2 separate regions of the Mus musculus genome follow, and region 2 is linked to region 1. The links are chromatin contacts, called in public Micro-C maps. All regions are on one chromosome and are shown on one strand. The core of a region is the stretch at or near the end of the contact, and the rest is flanking DNA. Distances in the headings are between cores, read along the strand shown.

Region 1 (4,895 bases), core at 212-2,711:
ATTTTCATATCTCTTGCGTTTCTATCCGAGCAGGGTGTTTCTTAGTCGCATGGTGGCTCTGATCACTCTTGAGGGCAGGCCTTGACGTTTTGCTCTTGTTTTCTTTACCAAGATTCTGCTTGTGCTTTCAGGATGGGTGGGAGGGGCACTCCCCTCCTTTTTGCACGCATCCTTTCTCTTGCACAACTGCAAGACAACTCTGGGCTCCTATGGGCTCTGGCTGGACTACTGCATTTCTTGTCTCCCATTGGTGTTGGCATCTCCAATGGCTTCTTTGTCCCCAGAAATGGGGGCGGGGTAGGTGCCTTACCCTTCATGGTGGCATCTCTCACCCTGGCTCTGCAGCTGGCAGCGTGCTGGTCCATGCAGGTTGGAGACAGGCATGGCAAGCCCCCTAAGCCACACCAGCATATGAGTGTGGCCGGCAGAAGGTGTGGATGCTCTAGGAGTCATGGGGGTGGTGGTGGGGTGTGGGTGGGGTGTGTTGCTGCCACTCAAGGTCAGGTTCACAGACCACCTTGGACAGAAGCAGGAAGCTGATCCAAGTGGGTCATACCTGGGATAAAGGCAGGATGGAGAACAGTTTGTAGGCCTGAGCTAGACAGGGGTGGGAGGGATGGTTGTGAAGGGAGCACTCCATGTACAGAAGCCCTCTGCCATCCTTTTGTCCTGGTTGTCAGGCAGCTTGGAGTGCCAACAGGCCTGGCTTCAGGGAGAGTGGACTACAAGCCCAGTGTGTATGGCTGTCCAATGGGAATGAAAGATTCTGCAGGATGATATTCGCTCATCTTCCAGATAGCATGAGACAATTGCCATGGAAGGCACTGGAAGATGACCCACTCCCATGCTGGTACTCAGCATCACTGTGCCTCAGGATGCCTGGGAGACCAATTTCCCGATGGCCTCAGGACACTCTGGATGGGGGCTAGGAAACTGAAGTTATGTCATGTGTGCCTGGCTCCGGGCTAGGCACCTTCCTGATGTAACCTCAGTTCATGCCCACAGCAAATCTAGGAGGGTGGATGTACCTCTCCTATGGGCGTGGGAGCTCAGAGAGGGCAAGTCTTTACCCCAGGTCACACAGCTAGGAGTTGGTAGACTGTGACGTCCACCTATCAAGGAGTTCTCGGTGGTGCCATCAGTCTGTGAAAGCACACTGTGTTGGAGCCCAGCCTTGTAGCATGTTCCATTTCCTCAGCATGTGACTGTGTCCTCGGAACCTTGCCACATATTTTTAATAATTGGTATGAAGAAGCAATCCACTGTCGGCTGGCCTGCTGTCCGCTGTTCGAGGCAGATAAGACAGAACCAGACAGAGGGATGCAGGAAAATCCTTTTTTTCCCAGTGGCGGAGATGGTTCTGGCTCCAAAACATTGTGGGCTTTAATTCTCTGAGCCTGACTCATGTGAGATGAGTTCCTGAGTGAGGTACTCACTGTCTAACCCGGGGCTCAGAGGGCCCGCATCTCACGGTAGAGTCATTTCCGGCCTTTGGAGGTTCCTGAGTCAGGGGCATGGCAGGCTGAGTTCAGGGGGATGTGGCAACAGGAAGGACTGTCATGGTGGACATAAAGAAGACTGAGGGACCGTTGATGGCAAGCGGGGCTCGATGGAGCTGCTGATGCTCACAGCCAGGGCCCTCCGGAGCTCGGCTTGAGGTAGACCCTTCTTCAAATCCAATATATGTTTATAAATAGTTTTTACTTTTGGCAATGTGAGTGGGACAGGATCTCCATGTATAGCCCAGGCTGGATTTGAACTCGTGACCCCTCCTGTCTCAGACATTCAGCTGCTGGGATCTCAGGTGGGAGTTACTGCTGGGATCTTAGGTGAGTTTATTCATATCTGGATCCATTTTAAAGATGGAGAAACTGTGGCTTTGAGTCCGAAGCCACTGTCTCATTTCCCAGGGCGGCTGGGGCAAATGACCACACTTTTAGAAAGGTGCTCATTTCAAACTACAGGCATTTGTTGAGGTAGGGGTGTGGGGACAGAAAATAGTGGGGCCAGATGCCCTCTGCTCTGGAGGGTCCTGCTCTGCCTGCCTCTGCTTTAGGAGCTCCGTGCGTCCTTCAGCTTGTGGCTGCATCCCTCCAACTCCTGCTTCAAGCCACACATGCCTTCCCTTTCCCACCTTTGTGGTATGCTTTTTGCTTATTTGTTTGTTTATTTATTATTTTTGAATGAGGCAAGGTTTTCTACATAACCCAGTCCTACTTCAGATTCACCACTGGGTAACCCAGGCTACCCTCCAACTCACAATCCTCTTTCTTAGCCTCCCCAAATCGGCACCACGATGCTCGGCTGGCAAGTGGCATTTTATCACACCAGGATGCTACCTTTATATATAGTTTAGGTAACTATTCTTCAGTAGTTACCTAAAGTTCTGGTGTGGAAGTCGCCCCCTAGCCCGTCCTCTATGGCAAACGATGAGGTAAGAGCTGGCACCTTTGGGGTTTCTTCCTTTCCTCTTCCCCATGGGGTTTGAGATACATATGGACTGTGGCCCTTCAAAGCTCCCTTCCAGAATGGTGGATGTTACCCTCACCTTATCACTAACTGCCTTAAATAGATTCAGTGCTCCAGTTAAAGGTCAGCAATCAGCATACTGGGTTAAAAAAAAAACCCACATGATCCAACTGTATTTGTAGAATGGAAAAGATTAACTTAGATTCAAAGGTACAAATAGGTTGAAAAACTATTAAAATTATTCAAGGAATGGAAATAAGATGTATTAGAGTGGAAAGGATAAAGTAAGACTACTCACAAGTAGTATGACCGTATGGGGAGAAAAATCCACTCAACATATACGAGAGCTTCTTAGCGAAATTAGCAAGGTGGTCAGATGTCAGTGTGACGTCTGTGTGACGTACAGAACTATGTAGTATATCTATACCCCTAGTCACGAATGGCAGAAACGAAGACGGCCGTTCAACCAATGACGGCACCAGAAAGAACAAATACTTAAAAATAAATTTATCCAATGCTGTATAGGACTTACACACAGGAAATTACAATACACTGAAGAATTAAAGTAAAGCTGACTGAATAATCAAAGGAAGCCAGACTAAAATCTGACTCAATGGGGAGGCAGCGGCAGCCCTGGGCTGGATTTAATGGTGGGAGGGTGGGAACACTCAACTCACACTGAAGGCCACTCAGTGCTTCCCTAGACACTCCCGACAGCCCTTCCTGCCGACATAGGAAAGGGTTTACCATTCACTCAGGAAGCTCAGAACTGCAGCCCCACGCCATGGCCGACTGCTTCCCGCAGGGTTTATGGGGCTTCTTCACGGAGAAGAGTCTTTTGGACAGAGTTTAAACAACTAGATATCCGAGAGTAAAGCAACCAATTGTGGGCCCCACTATGTTCAAAATTAACTCACAGTGGTTCCAGCACCTAAATGCAGGACCCAAGAGGGTCACACTCTCAGGAGAAAACATTAGAGGAAATCTCCATGATCTTGGATCAGACAGTGGTTTTGTCAAAGGGGAAAAAAATGGATAAATCAGACTTCATTAAGATTAAAGATTGTCATGTGTCCCCGGACGCTGAGGAGAAAGTAAAAAGATAACTCAACTATCAGGGGAAGATATTTGCATATCTTTTATCTGATAAGGGTCAGAGTATATAAAGAGCTCTTACAGATTAACAATAAAAAAAGAAGTCCAATTCAATTAAAAATAAACCAAGGCTCTGAGTAGCTGTTTCTCTAAGGAAGATGCACAGTGGCACCTAAAACACATGTGGGCTCACTTCCCACACATAGCGGTTCCTAAACACATGTGGGCTCACTTCCCACACATAGCGGTTCCTAAACACATGTGGGCTCACTTCCCACACATAGCGGTTCCTAAACACATGTGGGCTCACTTCCCACACACAGCGGTTCCTAAACACGTGTGGGCTCACTTCCCACACACAGCGGTTCCTAAACACGTGTGGGCTCACTTCCCACACACAGCGGTTCCTAAACACGTGTGGGCTCACTTCCCACACACAGCGGTCCCTAAACACGTGTGGGCTTGCTACCATTGCCCACTGTCGTCTTGTAGTCATTCTCATAGAAATCATGGGATAACACTTTATGTCCACCAGATGGCTACAATCAAAGAGACAGAAAAACGGCGAACACAGGCAACAAAATGGTGAAATGAGAGCACCATCTAGTGCCCGTGGACACGTAAAATACCGTGGAATACAAACTTAAAGTTATAGAAGTATCCAGAAACTCCATCCCTAGGTACACACAATGCAGTTGATTCACACACTGAAATACTATTCAGCTATAAAAGGAGGATTTGAAATACATTCTGCTCAGTAACCAGAGCCGGGCAGAAAGGGCCACGTTTACATGGTTTCATCGGTACCAGTTGTCCCCAGTAGGCAACTCCACAGAGCAGAAGAGAAGACTGGAGCTTGTCTGGGCTGAGGAGAAGCGGAAGGAGAGAGAGGAGCTGTGGCAAGGAGCAGGACTTCTCCTTCTGGGGTCAGTGATGGCAGCTTGCTCCAGTACCAAGAAGGTACTGGAACCCTCAAAGTTGCTTTTGAGAATATGAATTTTGACATATCATCGGCCTTTCAAAAGCCAAAAATCAAAACACTGACCTGTGTCTGTCAGGTTGATAGTGGCCTAGAGGGGGCAGTGGGGCTGGAGCCTGAGAAACTGTGGCCATTTTCACCAGCTGTGGCTGGATCTGTGACATCCTCAAGGCCAGTGTGGTAGCCCCTACTCCCCACCCGTGGTGCCACTGGGAGCTGGGGCAGTCTTCAGGAGGTGTGGCCCAGTGGAAGGGAATTAGGGCTCTAAACGGGGACACCAAGGTCCAGGCCCCTGCTTCTCACGCTCTCCAGTTCCTGACTGCTGAGAGGTAAGCAGCCCTCCTCCATCTGC
Region 2 (4,738 bases), core at 1,195-3,694, 120 kb after region 1:
GCCCATCAGGCACCAGAAGGCCTAAGAGAGGCCCCAGCAGGAGTCTGAGGGCAAGGAAGAGGAAGAGTTAAAAGTTAAGGATCTTTCTGCTTGGCTCCTCTTTCCTTGTTTGGATCCCAGCCCTGTCCAGCTTGGCTCCTCCAGTTGCCCTCAAGAGCACCTGGTGGTGGTTCTGACTCCCACCATTGCTCGTCCTTGGGGGTCTCATTAGCCCAATTGATTCCCCAAGCCTTGCCCAAAATACTTGTGTGAAGTTTGCTTTCTTCTGATTCCTCCCAACATGCCACGTCTCCTTCAGGGCCCTACACTGTAGAACTCTCCCTTTGCAGGTACAGGTCTCCTAAGGATAGCCTGATGCCTAGGCTCGCATCTTGTCATGAACCATACAGTTCTTTTACATCATATGGGCGCAGGCCACGAGAGCCCCATGTAAACAGCTCCTTCCCATGACGTCCTCTGGGGCCTCCAGGCTCAGCTCTGGCCCTCGGGTGCCCTCCTTGCTGCTTGGCTACTTGGTTCTGTAACCAGGAAGTCCCCTCATACGCAGCTCCCCACTACTCCTGGATAGAGAAGCTGAGCTGTCTCAGCTCCTTCAAGGTTAGGAATGACAACCTGTCTATGCCCTGGCCTAGAGCCTGGAGCCGGCCTCATCCTGTGCAGGTGCTGAGTGTGCGTCTTGGGTGGACACCGCCCCGAGTGCTGAGCAGGCTGCAGGGCCTGGAATGTGCTGAGCTCAGCAGTTTGGACAGTACAACTTCACTAGAAACTGGGAGTCATATCTATTCTGCAAGGCCCAAGTGGAATTTTCCATTTGGGATGCAGATCTGAAAGGCAGGACCATATATTGTGGCTTATTCACCCACCCATCCACCTTGGGCTGTGTACAGAGGGTCTGGAGGCCTCGCACCTCCCTGGAAGGTCTCAGAACTATAGCCTGCATCAGTGAGCCATCCGCATGGTTGAATGAGGACACCTGCTGCCTGTGATGTGTCACTGAGTGCCTGGTGTCCAAAGGGGAGTCTAGAGAGGAGTCTATGTCACCTTTGTCCGGGTGATTAGAGGAGGGCCTAAGTAGAAACTCCAGAGCAGTCCAGAGGGAGGCAGAAGAGAGAGTGGAGAAGGCAGACCACCTAGGATAGATGGAAAAGGAAATGGCGGTGGGGTTCCCGGTCACAGACTCAACCTAATGAACTCTCCCTGCAGACTGATGAACTGCACAGGCGTGCCACAGGGGAAGCCCAGGTGGCAAGCAGCCATAAGATGTCCTAGAAATATGGGCAGCTTTAGGACCTGAGGGTGTTTAGGACCAGTGCCTTTAGTGCCCCCATCCCTCTAGTCCCTCACTCATGCCAGGACATTACTTCAGGCCACTGGTGTAGACTTAAAGGCATAGTTATAAGCAATGTGTGGGTAAGTATAATAAGACACAGAGAGGTCAAGACAGCCACCCAAGATCACACAGCTAGAAAACACTGAACTCAGGACCTAACTTTAGTCTGATTTCTTCCTATGGTCCACAATAGCAAGAGAAAGCCAGGTTCCTCTGCAAGGGGCCAGAGCATAAATATTTAGTTTTCACAGGCCTTCTGGGCTCTGTCCCAACTAAGTTCTGCTGTTGTATTACAAGAGAAGCCGTAGGCAACACAAGAAGCAGTGAGTGCGGCTGTGTGCTAATCACTTTTTCTAGACCAGGAGCTGGACTCGCAGATGCCAGTCATGGCTGGCAGAGCCTGCCCTAGAGCCCGTGGTTCTGTGCTCACTGCAGGCTGTGAGGGAGAGGGAACCACACAGACCTGGAGTCCCATGGTTCTACTTGTTGTAGCCCTCTGTCCTGGCCACTCCAGGTGAACAAGAGAATTCTTCTTTAAAAAAAAAAAAAGGTACCTCCACGGCTTACCCCAGGTGGGTTGTAAATTTAAAAGTAAGATCATTCGCGCCAGGTGTGAGGGGCAGTGGTCACTATCAGGGATATGATCAAAGAGAGGATAAGACAGATAACTTCGGGTTCAGTTACTGCAGGGCAAGCCACAGTAATGCCATTGACCTAAACCCAAGAGGTGTGGTCTCTCTGCAGGAACAAGCTAACCTGCACCCTGTGAAACCCCAAAGGGATGCGCAGAAGCCTCTGGTGGGAGAGATCTTTTCACTACTCCCGGGAAGGAGCAGCTGTGGCAGCTTGGTAACTCCCCAGAGAGGGCCAGAGGCAGCTGTTCACAGGCTGGGCACAGCAAATTGTGTGATATGCTGGGTTCTGGGGCAGGCCGCCAAGCCAACCTGGGGCGCCTCTGCACCCCACCCCTCCACCGCCTGCTGCCTTACTGCTGATTCACAAGCAAGGCCAGGATATGCCAGAAGGATCCGAAACGGCTCTCCAGTGAAACACACTGCTGCTGAGAGGGACACATGGGGACCAGGAGGCCGGGAGCAGCTTCTGCTGTTTCCACACGAAGGTCGTGACCTTGGCAGGGCAGGGAGGATGTGGGAAGCTCCATCAATATCACTGGAGGCCTGGATATGGATCAGGTTGCCAGAGCCTGGCAGCCATGTTTGGCGGAAGAATCACTCCTCAGAGGGGATGCTAACTTGGGATTTGAGAGGGAGAGGGGACATGCCCAGAAAAACAACAACAAAACAAAACAAAACAAAAGGCTAAATTATAAAGCCAGATGATGTGATGAGGGCCAGCATAGGGCAAGACATTAAAAGAGGGCCACGGAACAGGAGTCGCCTAAGACGTCTCATCTGCCTGAACACCACTGTGCAAAGCGAGAGGCCGTTTTAACGATGGAAGACAGGATAGCTGAGCACAGATGTCCACCTCCCACCTAAGCTACCCCCTTCTGCAAGTGACAGAAAGGACCCTGCAAGGTAGTTACAAAAATAGGAGAATCTGCTTCAGTGTTGGAAAAAGAGGAGCGAGAAGCATCAACATGCCAGCAATTTTGAGGAATTTCAGAGAGGTACGATGCCAAGGAAACCAGATTGAAGGCTGACTCACAGCCCTGCTTCCTGAGCAGGGGGCACTGTGCTGTGGGGAGGGAGAGTGTACTGGGGCTGGGGGCAGTCACTGACCACATAGCCTACCATGTGCAGCTAGGCACCAGAGGACAGGCTGGGCCACAGCAGGGTGCTGCTCAGGAAGAAAGACGCTGGGCTGCGGCAGGGGGTACGGACCCACTTGGAGGAGCCCCCTTCTCATCACATGGCCCACCTGCCTTCAGCAATGGTTTGGCTATGCTGTCCAATAACAAGCAAGCAGAGCTGTCCAAATCTAGTTTCTCCACGGTGTCATGCCAGACACCACAGGCAAAAGAGCAAGGGCAGAGGCCAAGAGTGACCCTGAACATCTGGAGCAGCTGTTTCCCACCTACAAGGAGAAACCATGAGTAGCTGAGACAGTTCAGCACCATGTGACTCCTTGGCCCTCAGCTCTCTGTCCCTGGCTTTGAGTTTTGTCTTAGACTCAAGTGAAAGTTCAGCAGAGGCAGCTAAAACCATGGAGACCCACGGAAAGTTCATGGATGCCAGGGCGTCCCAGGTCAGGGAGGATTCGGAAGCCATGAGCCGTAAAAACAGACAGTGAACATGAGCAGAGGAAGGGCTTCATCAACGAACAGATTTGCTACCGGAAGTAAAAGGAAACTGTCACATCAGTTCTGTGCTTCACAGATGAAAGCAAACCAGAACTCTAAAATGCTGGAAATGATACAGTGAAAGAAACTGAAATTCAAAGGACCCCAGCAGAGCTGAGAAAATGACGGCAGGAGATGAATTAAATTACTGAATCTGAGAGTTAAAGACACATTAGAGGCAGCCAGAAGCAAACCTTAGTTACAGAGCACTGACAGCTGTGTGCAAGATAACCTGAGATCTCTGGGAGGTAACGTCTCCTGGACATCAGTGAGGGTGGAGATTGGGATGCCAGAGTGAGAAGAGCAGCAGAGAGGAACAACAGAGACTCATTCTGGAACTAGGGGCTCCCAAGGGGGCGGTGTAAGTGTGAATTCTGGAATTTGGTTTCTTAAAAACACTGACATATAAGAATGTGGTTTCATTTTAACCTCAGGTGTGCGGATATGGGGCTGCTTCAGACTGTCTTCAGCAACTGACTATGATTTGCCTCGTGCTGTAGCATAGTGGGGGTGTTGCCAGCTGCGGATAGTTTCTGCGGCTTTGGGACATCTGGAATTCTGGAAACTTTTCAGGGGGTGTATAAATGTTAGAGCCTCATAGGCGGTGTGGGTGGTTGTTGGTCATTCAGGGGCGTTGGTTGTGATTTGTTAGTTGTGCTCAAAGAAGAAAAAAGAAGGAAATTATTTAGTGATTCATTCTCTCTCTCTCTCTCTCTCTCTCTCTCTCTCTCTCCTATATAGTGATAGAGCATAAAGGGGGGATGGGCGGAGATAAAGGATGGGAAAAAGAAGTCACAAAGTAACAAAGGGAGGAGCACTCATAGGGATAAAGGGTAAGAAAAAGAGGAAGCCACAAAGTAGCAAAGAGCAGCTGCCAGGGCGAGTGTTGGTGATTTTTTTTCTGTAACTATGACAATACTTGACAAAAGCAACTTAAGGAAGGAAGGAAGGAAGGAGGAGGGAGGGAAGGAAGGAGGAAGGGAGGGAGGGAAGGAGGGAGGAAGGGAATACAGGAATTCAGTTCATGTGGCAGGGAAGGCAGCTGGTCTGCAGTCAGGAAGCAGTGACCAGTGCTGATAGCCTGTTGCTTAGCTGGCTTCCTCCTT

Evidence for each region. Hi-C and Micro-C count contacts between places; a contact is called where the count stands out from the background.
Region 2: a Micro-C map of muscle stem cells shows a contact between it and region 1, with 6 times the contacts expected there. The contact joins two enhancer-like sites. A contact is called at or near these places in 45 of 484 Hi-C or Micro-C datasets (the 63-12 cell line, the AtT-20 cell line, B cells and 27 more) and 1 of 115 datasets of contacts at active chromatin or transcription factors (bone marrow-derived dendritic cells).

What each region holds. Positions count from the first base shown.
Region 1 is chr4:46,701,825-46,706,719 of GRCm38.p6, forward strand. The region is part of intron 13 of Gabbr2 (gamma-aminobutyric acid (GABA) B receptor, 2); the gene reads right to left. Among named protein-coding and RNA genes, the nearest start is that of Tbc1d2, 54 kb to the left of the region's middle. Within about 2 kb of position 1,462, at least 10 of the 459 cell types and tissues checked have an H3K27ac peak or open chromatin away from gene starts, as enhancers often do. A contact at or near this core is called in muscle stem cells, where this site is marked.
Region 2 is chr4:46,825,342-46,830,079 of GRCm38.p6, forward strand. The region is part of intron 3 of Gabbr2 (gamma-aminobutyric acid (GABA) B receptor, 2); the gene reads right to left. Among named protein-coding and RNA genes, the nearest start is that of Gm32208, 22 kb to the right of the region's middle. Within about 2 kb of position 2,445, at least 42 of the 459 cell types and tissues checked have an H3K27ac peak or open chromatin away from gene starts, as enhancers often do. A contact at or near this core is called in muscle stem cells, where this site is marked.